3 separate regions of the Mus musculus genome follow, and all the other regions are linked to region 1. The links are chromatin contacts, called in public Hi-C maps. All regions are on one chromosome and are shown on one strand. The core of a region is the stretch at or near the end of the contact, and the rest is flanking DNA. Distances in the headings are between cores, read along the strand shown. Region 1 has its middle 25 kb from the start of Pdyn. Region 2 overlaps Stk35 (serine/threonine kinase 35). Region 3 holds the start of F830045P16Rik (RIKEN cDNA F830045P16 gene).

What was found. Hi-C and Micro-C count contacts between places; a contact is called where the count stands out from the background.
Region 2: a contact with region 1 is called in a Hi-C map of cortical neurons, with 2.2 times the contacts expected there. The contact joins two enhancer-like sites. A contact is called at or near these places in 1 of 15 datasets of contacts at CTCF or cohesin (large pre-B cells), 2 of 484 Hi-C or Micro-C datasets (cortical neurons and embryonic stem cells) and 7 of 115 datasets of contacts at active chromatin or transcription factors (embryonic stem cells, extraembryonic endoderm stem cells, intestinal crypt epithelium and 2 more).
Region 3: a Hi-C map of myocytes shows a contact between it and region 1, with 2.0 times the contacts expected there. The contact joins the promoter of F830045P16Rik here to the enhancer-like site in region 1. A contact is called at or near these places in 4 of 39 promoter capture datasets (the C10 cell line, embryonic stem cells, hippocampal neurons and 1 more), 1 of 15 datasets of contacts at CTCF or cohesin (pro-B cells), 3 of 484 Hi-C or Micro-C datasets (the C10 cell line, cerebellum and myocytes) and 2 of 9 other capture datasets (adipose tissue and pancreatic islet).

Annotation. Positions count from the first base shown.
Region 1 is chr2:129,673,691-129,676,925 of GRCm38.p6, reverse strand. No RefSeq gene overlaps it. Among named protein-coding and RNA genes, the nearest start is that of Pdyn, 25 kb to the left of the region's middle. Within about 2 kb of position 1,750, at least 10 of the 459 cell types and tissues checked have an H3K27ac peak or open chromatin away from gene starts, as enhancers often do. A contact at or near this core is called in cortical neurons and myocytes, where this site is marked.
Region 2 is chr2:129,818,632-129,821,866 of GRCm38.p6, reverse strand. All of the region lies in intron 3 of Stk35 (serine/threonine kinase 35), which reads right to left. Among named protein-coding and RNA genes, the nearest start is that of Stk35os1, 19 kb to the right of the region's middle. Within about 2 kb of position 1,721, at least 80 of the 459 cell types and tissues checked have an H3K27ac peak or open chromatin away from gene starts, as enhancers often do. A contact at or near this core is called in cortical neurons, where this site is marked.
Region 3 is chr2:129,534,980-129,538,214 of GRCm38.p6, reverse strand. F830045P16Rik (RIKEN cDNA F830045P16 gene) reads left to right here and starts at 1,613. Exons shown (of 7, transcript NM_177653.3): 1 at 1,613-1,846. The coding sequence starts at 1,753.

The DNA of each region.
Region 1 (3,235 bases), core at 501-3,000:
CCCACAAGATGGAGAGCTTTTCTCTTTCTTGGGCAAATGCCTTTTAACCTCGCACACGTAGGCATTTGAGATGTAAAGTATTCACGACAATGGGGCGCTTCAGCATAGAGAATGAACAAATTAGCCTACGACTCTAATTTGAAATTTGTAATTGATTATAGACTTGTCGGTTTTCTGTTGAGGACCTGTGACCACTGGTGTGATGTACCAGAGGTCCTGAGATTCACTACACTTTAAGGTCTTAAATTGGATGTTCCAACGTGCTTTAAACTCTGGAAAGTTTTGCTTGTTAGGGCAAATAAGGAAAGTGTTTAAAAATGAAACCGAGTACATTAAATTAGTAAGTCCTGTGTTAAATGTTGAGGATAATTTAATTACCCACACTTGCAAAGGGGATAGATAGTTTTAATGGTGTTGACTATTAATCAAAAGTCCCTTGAAAGTGACTGCAAAGAAACAGACCAAGTTTTGAAAATTGAACTTAAAGGCTCAAGGACAACTGGGAGGTTTTTCTCAAGAAGCAATTGCAAGGCTCTGACTCTTAATTAAATAACAAGTACTTTGTTTCAAATTAAATAACAAGACTCTTTGCCTCATGACATCTCTGATCCCATGCAGAAGTAAGCTGGGCTTGGAGGTAACAAAGTTCCTGCTTGTCCCTTAGGCTCACACTCTGCCAGCCTGGGTGGGGAACTTTAAGGACCTGGAATTGGCTAGCAACAACAGAATGGGAAGAGAATGCAGGGAACAGGCACAGGAAGCAGGTACGGGGCAGATATAGGTACAGACAGACAGGTACAGGGACACCCAGACAGAGACAGACATGTATAGACAGGCACAGAGGGTAGGCACAGGTAGGTACAGCTGGCAGGCACTAGCAGGTACAGACAGGCACAGGGGGTAGGTGCAGGCAGGTGCAGTGCGCAGGTGCAGGCAGACATGGGGGTAAGCGGATGGGCAGGCACAGGTGCAGGCAGACATGGGGGTACGCGGATGGGCAGGCACAGGTGCAGGCAGACATGGGGGTAAGCGGATGGGCAGGCACAGGAGGCAGCCCAGACCCACCTTGCCGTCTCTACCTCCCAAACGAACACATTGCTCTTCACTGGAGACTTTGTTTTGGAGGAAAGGATCTGAAGGTACACCTGTATAAGAATGAGAGTTGGGACAGCCACGGAAGTCCTGAGGGGGTCTTTGAACAGAGGACAGTTTCCAGATTACCCCTAGGCTCTCTGCCTGGGAGGGGACATTTCTGCCCTAATAAAAATCAGAAGCAATCGTCACCGTTGTAGTGCCAGTTCCTGGTAGGGACACTGCTGCTTCCTATATTGACACCCGGTGCTCATCCAGCTGCTGTCTTCTCCAGAAACCACAACCTCACTCCCAGGCCACAGCCCTGTGTAGAATCTGGCTCGGAGCTAGGCGACAGCTGAGACCACTTTCTTGTTTTCACTCCGTGAAAGCAGGGCTGGCTGCCAAGAAAACTGGACTGGTAGTCACCCTCCTACTCAACGCTTAGGCTCTTTCCCTCCCTAGACTGCGCCCTTCCCCACAAGCCCTGTGTCTATGTAGAGTTGAGATACATGAAGTCCAGGCATACAGTAGGTCCTGGATTTACTTTTAGCGTCCTCTCCAGAAATCCAGTGTGCTTTATGAAGCTCTTGATAAGTCTCAAAAACAATCCTGCTCCTTTGCTACAGTCTCCACAGGTGCTTGGGGACTTGGGCATAATCACCTTGGGGTACACTATCTAAGCTCTAGAGCAAAGATGCATCCACCGCAGGGGGCAGTAACAAGCCAGGTGGCTGAAGCCAGCGGTATCTGATCTGGGCGCGCCCCCTTGTGGTCACCGGGATCAACACACTCGGGGGAGTTTTGTCACCATCTGGGTAGGCTTAAGAATCTAAATTCCAAAGTTTGGAGCTGAGACAAAAGGATGGACCATCTAGAGACTGCCATATCCAGGGATCCATCCCATAATCAGCCTCCAAACGCTGACACCATTGAATACACTAGCAAAATTTTGCTGAAAGGACCCTGATATAGCTGTCTCTTGTGAGACTATGCCCGGCCTAGCAAACACATAAGTGGATGCTCACAGTCAGCTATTGGATGGATCACAGGGCCCCCAATGGAGGAGCTAGAGAAAGTACCCAAGGAGCTAAAGAGATCTGCAACCCTGTAGGTGCAACAACATTATGAACTAACCAGTACCCCCAGAGCTCTTGTCTCTAGCTGCATATGTATCAAAAGATGGCCTAGTCAGCCATCACTGGAAAGAGAGACCCATTGGTCATGCAAACTTTATATGACTCAGTACAGGGGAACGCCAGGGCCAAAAAGTGGGAGTGGGTGGGTAGGGGAGTGGGGGGGGGAGGGTATGGGGGACTTTTGGGATAGCATTGGAAATGTAAATGAGGAAAATACCTAATAAAATATTAAAAAAGAAAAAAAAAGAATCTAAATTCCAACACTAAAAACTCTGGGTTTAAGGAGGGAACTCAGCAGTGCACTGATTATAAATGGGCAGTTATTGGCATTAAGACGAAAAGTCCTTGGGCTTTTGTAATTGTTGTTGAAATACCTTGTTCTTCAATGCTGTCTTCTTTTTGGCTAGAAATGATTAAGCAACTTCCCAGTTTCAAAGAAAAGGAAACCAGGCTTGGAATTCTTGAGCGCACCTGTGGACCTTGAACATGGATGACTACCTTTGGATTTCAGTTTCACTCAAGTACAAAACAATGCTCCTCTCCATCCACTCCAGTTTTCTCCACTTAAAAAAAAAGTATGAAGATAAATAGGGCTGCAGAGATGGCTCCAGGGTTAGAGAGCAACTGTTGCTTTTGTGAAGGACCCGGTTCAGTTCCTTGTACTCAAGTAGTAATTCACAACCATTTTAACTCCAGTTCAAGGGGATCCAATGCCCTTCTCTGACCTCCCTGGGTCAGGCATGGGTGTGGTGCACTCAAATACATCCAGGCAAACTAGGCATACATATAAAATAAGACTAGAAATTAAAACAGCCTATGATATTTGGTTATGTACTCTGCCCAGAGCTCTAGGGAAAGTTTAGAGTAATAACCGCGATGAAAGCAAGGGTGATAAACCATAAATGCTGAGGTGTTTGACTAACGTGGCCCTGAGTGATATTAAAAGATGACAAGGCAGTTTTTATTCGAGGACACTCATGGCTGAGGGTATATGGACCAATTCAATAGAGGGGTGTGGTAGTCAC
Region 2 (3,235 bases), core at 472-2,971, 140 kb before region 1:
TAATTCTCTTCGCTGACATCTAGCAAGAGGCAGAGCTACCATGAAGCCTGTGCTGTTCTGGCACCAAGCTACACATTCCTAGGCTCTCTCACACCATCACAGCAGGACAGGTAAATGCAGCATATGGAAAGCATGGACTCTTCTGACAGTTAGACAGGTTAGAAAGAGGGGGCTCCTGTCTCCTTTTCCTCCCAGCTTCTCAGCATGAGACCCCCACCCCCCAAGGAAAAGCGGATTCTACATTCATGTGGAGAGAGCTCCTGAAGCCCAAACGTGGCAATGCTGACGGGGCTGGCTGCAGATTATGTCCCTTGGGTAGAAGTCAGGTAAAGTACATGATTCATGTCAAGAGCAGAATTAGAATCTGGCAAATATCTATCTGTAAAATGGCAAATAAATAAATAGGAATTACTTTTTTAAAATGGCTTTACTCTCCTTGGCTGGCAAGCAGCTCAGGAGGTAGGAGTGTAGTTCTGGTGGGAGTAGAAAGACTCAGACTCCGCATTCCTACGTCAGTGTCAGGGGGGTTGCGTGGACCGATAGCAGCTCTCAAAGGAAACAAGCAGTAAATATCCACTAGTAGCCAGGGAGCCATGCTCCCATAGTCTACATCCCATCCACCTACTTTGTTCAGCCATCTGGCCTGACAGCTTCTCAAAAAAGCAGAATACCACCTGGGCTGAAACACAAATAAGTCTTGGGCAGATTCCCACGTGCTGGCCTATTCAAAAGCAACAGGAAAGACCGACATCTCTACTTGACAGTAAGACGAGAGGCCTGGCTTCCAGTGCCACTGCTTCTTCCTGTAGAGACTTCATCCCGCCCCCACCCCACCCCCAGCCCCAAGTGCTCAGTGAAGAACTTCATAAGATGGAAGGTCATTTATTCCAAGGCTCTTCTAATCTCAGGAATGTAGTGTAAGTTCTCAAATCCCTGAAAGGCCTTAAACTCTCACAGTACATATGTAATGTGCAGTTTTCCTGTAGACCATCTCCCTGCTCAGATTCTGAGAAGTACCCACGGCACAATGAGTAATCAAAGACAGGCGCTTGATTTATGCAGACAAAAACTAACCAGAGGCAGCACATGAACACCAAGAGCTTGCAGGTAGGCACAGGTAAACAGCACAATCTGTGTGGCTGAGATGCAGGGAATCCAGTCAGTGAAAAACGGTGAGGCAGCCTCAACTCAACATGCCAGAGCCTTTCCTTGGCTCCAAAGTCTTCAAGTAGAACCTGCAACCCTCCTTCAAGGGCACAACACCATTGAGAGATATGGGCTCCATGTCCCATCGTCTGAAGCTGCATCCACAGCTATCTTACTCCCTCAGAAACACATTTTTAAAGAAAGCACAGCTGCCAGGCCCAATGGACACCTGAGCAAGAAGACTCAGTAAGAACAGCACACTGCTAGAAACATCAGCTTTTCCTCAACTGTGTCAGAACACGCCACAGGGCAGTGAGTGAGTCTATGGCAACAGCACAAGGAGGGGCTTTTATACACGGAGCCTACTTCATCTTAGTACGTCAGTGATCACACTGTACTACTGACATCAGACTATTTTAAACCATCTGATTCCTTTAAGTGTACTGCCAAACTTGCTAGTATTAAAAAGTTTACCAAATGCACACAAAAAAATTACTGGCCAGGATGGAAGATTCTAGACTTAGAAGGCTCCATGGTAACCAACAGTAGGCAGAGCTGCCAGCTGAGTCATTCTGACTGTGTGTGTAAGAGCTTGGAACCACTGAGACCTCTGCCTGGCCTTGAAGGAAGACAAGAGGTCTTAGGGCTGGGGCTGGAGTTTTCTTTAGCACTTTAGCTGTAAGTGGGTCCTATATTAAAAAAGAGGACATTTTGTTCCTAGAAATAGCTCTGATAAATAGCTCAGTTAGATAAGTGGATACCATAACAAATACCCTTCCCTCAGCCTATTAAGTGTGGGGTTGAAATAAAAGCTGCTCACTGCCTCAGTGGGTCCCCACAGAACCAGGTTCAACTGTAGCTGCTATGATTAGCAGAAAAAAGGCTCCAGGGAAAAGTCAGGGATCCTGGGATTTCCCCAAAGGACACTTTCCCACCAGGAGGAAGCCATCTAAGTCCTTGTTACTAAAGGAGAGGTCACTCTTCCATGTGGTGACAGGACAATTTGTGGTTTTAAAAGGAAAGGCTCAAGGCCAGAATGATCTGGGCAAAACATTGTCTGGTTACAGCTCAAAGCCGAGCATGCCAAGGGAAACTCTTGGGGGCTCTTGCTAAGGAGTCTGAGGCTTTCTTAGGGGAAAGAAGGGCTCCACACATCACGAGATAGAGAGATAAAGTCAAATTCATGCTTAGCCTAGAAAGGTTTATGAAAAACCAGAACCACGGTGGGGGTAAAAGGGAACATGGCACTTCTGAATTCTCCACTTGCTGAGCTGCAATGAAGACCATGGTCTGAGCACCACCCCACATTTCACACAGGTAAACAACCCAGAGAGAGATGAGCTATCCAAAGCCACAGAGGCAAAATGGGTAGTGTGGTTTAAATGCAGATTCCACAAATCCCTAAATGTCACCACTGTGAAAACACAGGGCTTCCTTGATCTTGGCTGTCTTCCCTCCTTCACATGGGACTGTGTAGTTAGTTTCAGGCCCTCCATACAAGTATCCTGCCAGATGTGGTGCTGTAGCTCCTTCCCAGAAGGTCTGACCCACCCTCCTAAAATATTAGAGGCACTGTTCCACCCACTCTCCAACCCCACCTTATATGCAAGATGAAGTTCCTCCTCCTTAGGCTGACATCAGAGCCCCTGGCAGCTCAGAGATACCTGACCTTGTATGAGCCAAGCCAGGCCTAAGCTCTTTGCATATACATTCTTGGTGCCCCGCCAATGCTCACTCTGACTTCTGCTCAGGATCCCGGCTGATGGTCTTTCTCCAAGTCTATCTAGACAAATGTTCCTGTCACCTACTTCAAAAGACAGTACTCTTTCTCTAAGCTTCTAGTGGCCTTTAAGACCCTTGGGTTGTCTACATGGTCCTCTCTTTGGGAGCTCAATGGAGAGGACCCTGGGCTAGCTCTAGCACTTGAGCTAGCAGATGTCACCCACATGGCCAAATCACTTAACTTCCTCTCTGGAATGGAAGAGAGCAGTGGGAGAAAGGGCAGCCACAGCAAAGATACAAGTAAGACTTTAACAAGCTAACCAGTGGGAGGACAGAACATGGCACACAGAGCAAGCTGAAGAAGCAG
Region 3 (3,235 bases), core at 364-2,863, 140 kb after region 1:
ACAAGGACTATGAGCAGGAAACAAACGTTGCTTCTCTCGGTGACCTTTCCTAGCCAGAGAGTGAGGGTTTCAGATTTGCCAACACTATTAAGTTCTACTGTAAGAATCTAGAGTCTGGAAGGTGCCAGCTAGTCATATGGTTGGCTGTGTCCTGATGAAAGTTGACTTACCAAAACAAGAAGCCAGGCTGCAGGCCAAGTCTGCCAGCCCAGCAGAAGGCTGGAGGGTGGGAGCTGCATCACTATGGGCCCATTTCTATGACCTGCTTGGTCTTGAGTCTGGACCTCCCCTGGCCCAATAAGGTGCTTTTGATTCAGAAGCATCTTAATTTTGGCTAAAGACCACGTGGTTTTCTCCCTGGCCCTCTTTGTCCCCTTCTTTCTTCAGCATCTATCCCAGATGTCTACAGAAGTCACGGCAATGATCTGAGTTGTGGGGAGCCCTAGAAGGATATGGAAAGACAGAGGACTATGAACTCAGAGTCCATATTCCTAGCCTACTGATCCAGGGTCACCTCGCAATCACCATGCCCTGAGCTGAAACCCCTGTTGGGGGCCCTCATCTATCAGCTGCCGACTGACTTCTCTTTCCTCTTACTGTGAACGAGGGTCCTGACGAGTGCTTTGTGGTCTCCTGTAGCCCTGTCTTCCTTTGTGACTAATCCTTCTATTAAACCCTAATCAAATTGCCTGACGCAGGCCTGGCTGCTCCTGCAGGGCCGGCTGCTCCTGCTGCTTTGAACCATAAGGTCCAGGTTAGAATTCTGATCAGGTCTCCCCCCTGGTGAAATCACAGCACCTCACAAAGCCCCTGGGTTTCTCTTTGTGGAGACTAGAGCAGTAACGACATCCAGAAGAGGACATCTTTCAACTGCAGTGCAAACCAGTGGGTTCAGGAACTAAGTCATTTTCTGTTAATTATTACGGTTCCCTCCCTGGAGCCTCACACAGTCCCCAGCATGTATATGTCTGGAAAAAAAAATCTGTGGCAATTACAAAGGAATAAATAAGCAGCAAAAAGGCTGTAAACAATGACCAGGGGCTTATCCACCACCACCACCACCACCACCACACACACACACACACACACACACACACACATGCTTCACTTCAGCTGCACAAAGCAGCTTTTGTTTGAAAGTCCTCATCCCTGGCAAAGCAGGTGGGTGTGAATGTCTATATTTATTAAAACATATTTAGCTTCTATTTCTCTTTACCACCCTTCCACTGCATCCTTGAGAGGCAGCAAAGAATGATGGAAGTATTACTTAGCCATGTTCAACTCCTAGCTTTGCTGCCCATGACTTTTTTGGTCTTCATTTTTCTACTCAATAAACCAGAGCTAGTGATTTATACCTTGTCAAGAGCCCAGGGGAGAAGTCTGAATCAGCCCACTGAGGGTCATCCACTGAGGCTGGTCACAGCCCCCGAGTTGAACCTGGACCATTTGGAAAGACATTGTGACTGGGACATCAGTTCCCTGAAGGGCTCAGGAAGCCCCTGGCTGGTGGCCTGCACTTTTCCTCCAGTTGAAAGGTGCCATCAGACCAGCCGTTCCCAGCCTGTGGTGTGGGCAGACAAGTCTCATGTCCTCTGGTTGTCCCAGTTTCTGTAGACAACAGGCAACTGTCCCTGAGCTGCAGCATCGTCCCCAGGTTTCTGCAGCTGCCATGGGGCATTCAGGCCTGCTGGGATTAGTAACTGGATCATAGCTTGAGAGCCAAGGCCCTAAATATAGGGCTGCCTGTGCCTGATGCAGAAGACCTTGGCACCAGCTGCTCTGCCTTATGTCACAGACAGGGAAACTGAGGCCCAGAAAAGGAGATGGATTTTTCTACTCTTGTTTGGTAAGCGAATAATGACCAGACCTAAATTTCTCACATCAAAGGCTCACTCATCTGCTCAGTCCTTCCCTGACTTAAAGCTTATTTTCCTCACTCTGTCCACTCTCCCTGGCCCACCCTGAACTATATGTCCCAGTTGATGACACTCTTACCTGATCATCCTCCATCCAGTCTACTCTCATACAACAGGAGACTTTCTTGAAAATGCAAATTAAATCACGCCACCCCTGGAATACTCTTGCAGCTTCTGTGTCATCCAGAATGAATGTAAGATTATCTCGGGGGTAATCTTTTTGTACACTGTGTAAAGTTTGTCTTTGTGTTATGCAAATGTTGGTTTCTGTGCCGCCAGAGAGGAGAATACTGGCCAGACTTTGGTATTATTATTTTTATGGATCATCACTTGTGTTGGAAACATTTACCCTTCTCGCCTTCTAATTGGTTTACTAAAGATCTAATGGCCAGTAGCTGAGGCAGGAAAGAATAGATGGAACTTCTGGACAGAGAGAGGGTCTTTGGGAAAGAATCAAGAGGTGGGGGATTCACCAGTGTGACACGGAGGTGGAAGGAACAGGTGTGGAGGTTGAGTGAGAAGTAATGGGCCGTGTGGCAGGATGTGAGCTGGAATTAGTCGGGTTAGAGTTAGCTAGGAGATAACCTGCTACAGAGCCTAAGCTTTCTTAAATAATAAGTCTCTGTGTCATTATTCAGGAGCTGGCGGCTCCAAGAAAGTCTGGCAATAATTGGTGTCCAATGTGAGGGTATGTATATCCAAGCTTAGGGCCTCAGAAAAGTCTCCAGAGGAAAGCATGGAAGATGTTTCCCTAGCAACAGAGCCATGCGGGAGGCCATTGGAGAGGAGCCCCAGACACAGCTACCACAAGTTCTCCCAAGCATGGCACAGCAGGTAGGCACATTACTGACCTGCTGGGCTGAGCTCCTGTGGTGTAGAGGTGTCACCACCCCCTCCAGACTGCTGCTTAGGTGGGAGGTTGGGCTGCTGTGGGCCGGAATGGACAGAGGTCAGAGGTGCTGGCCCAGTTGGTGAACCTTGGGAATGCTCAACAGCCTAAGGACTGCTGCTGCTGCTGCTGCTTGGGCAGGCAGACAGTGGTTGCAGCCAGAGTTGGGTGGGAAACAAAGACGTGAACTGGCCGCTGAAAAGTGGGTGGGATAGGTCCCAGAGCACAGAAGCCTCAGTTTCTCTGGCTGTTGTGGGTGCAGAGTGGTGGAACTGCCCCTTCTCTATGAGCAGAGCAACTGGGGGCGGAGCCAGTGGTTATCATCCCATGCTAAGTGGAGCTGAAAAAGGAGTGACTGCAGGCAGCAGAAGCCAAGCCCAGGAGTGAATGAGAAACTGGAGTCCTGAGCACAGATGAGCCTCTGATGGGC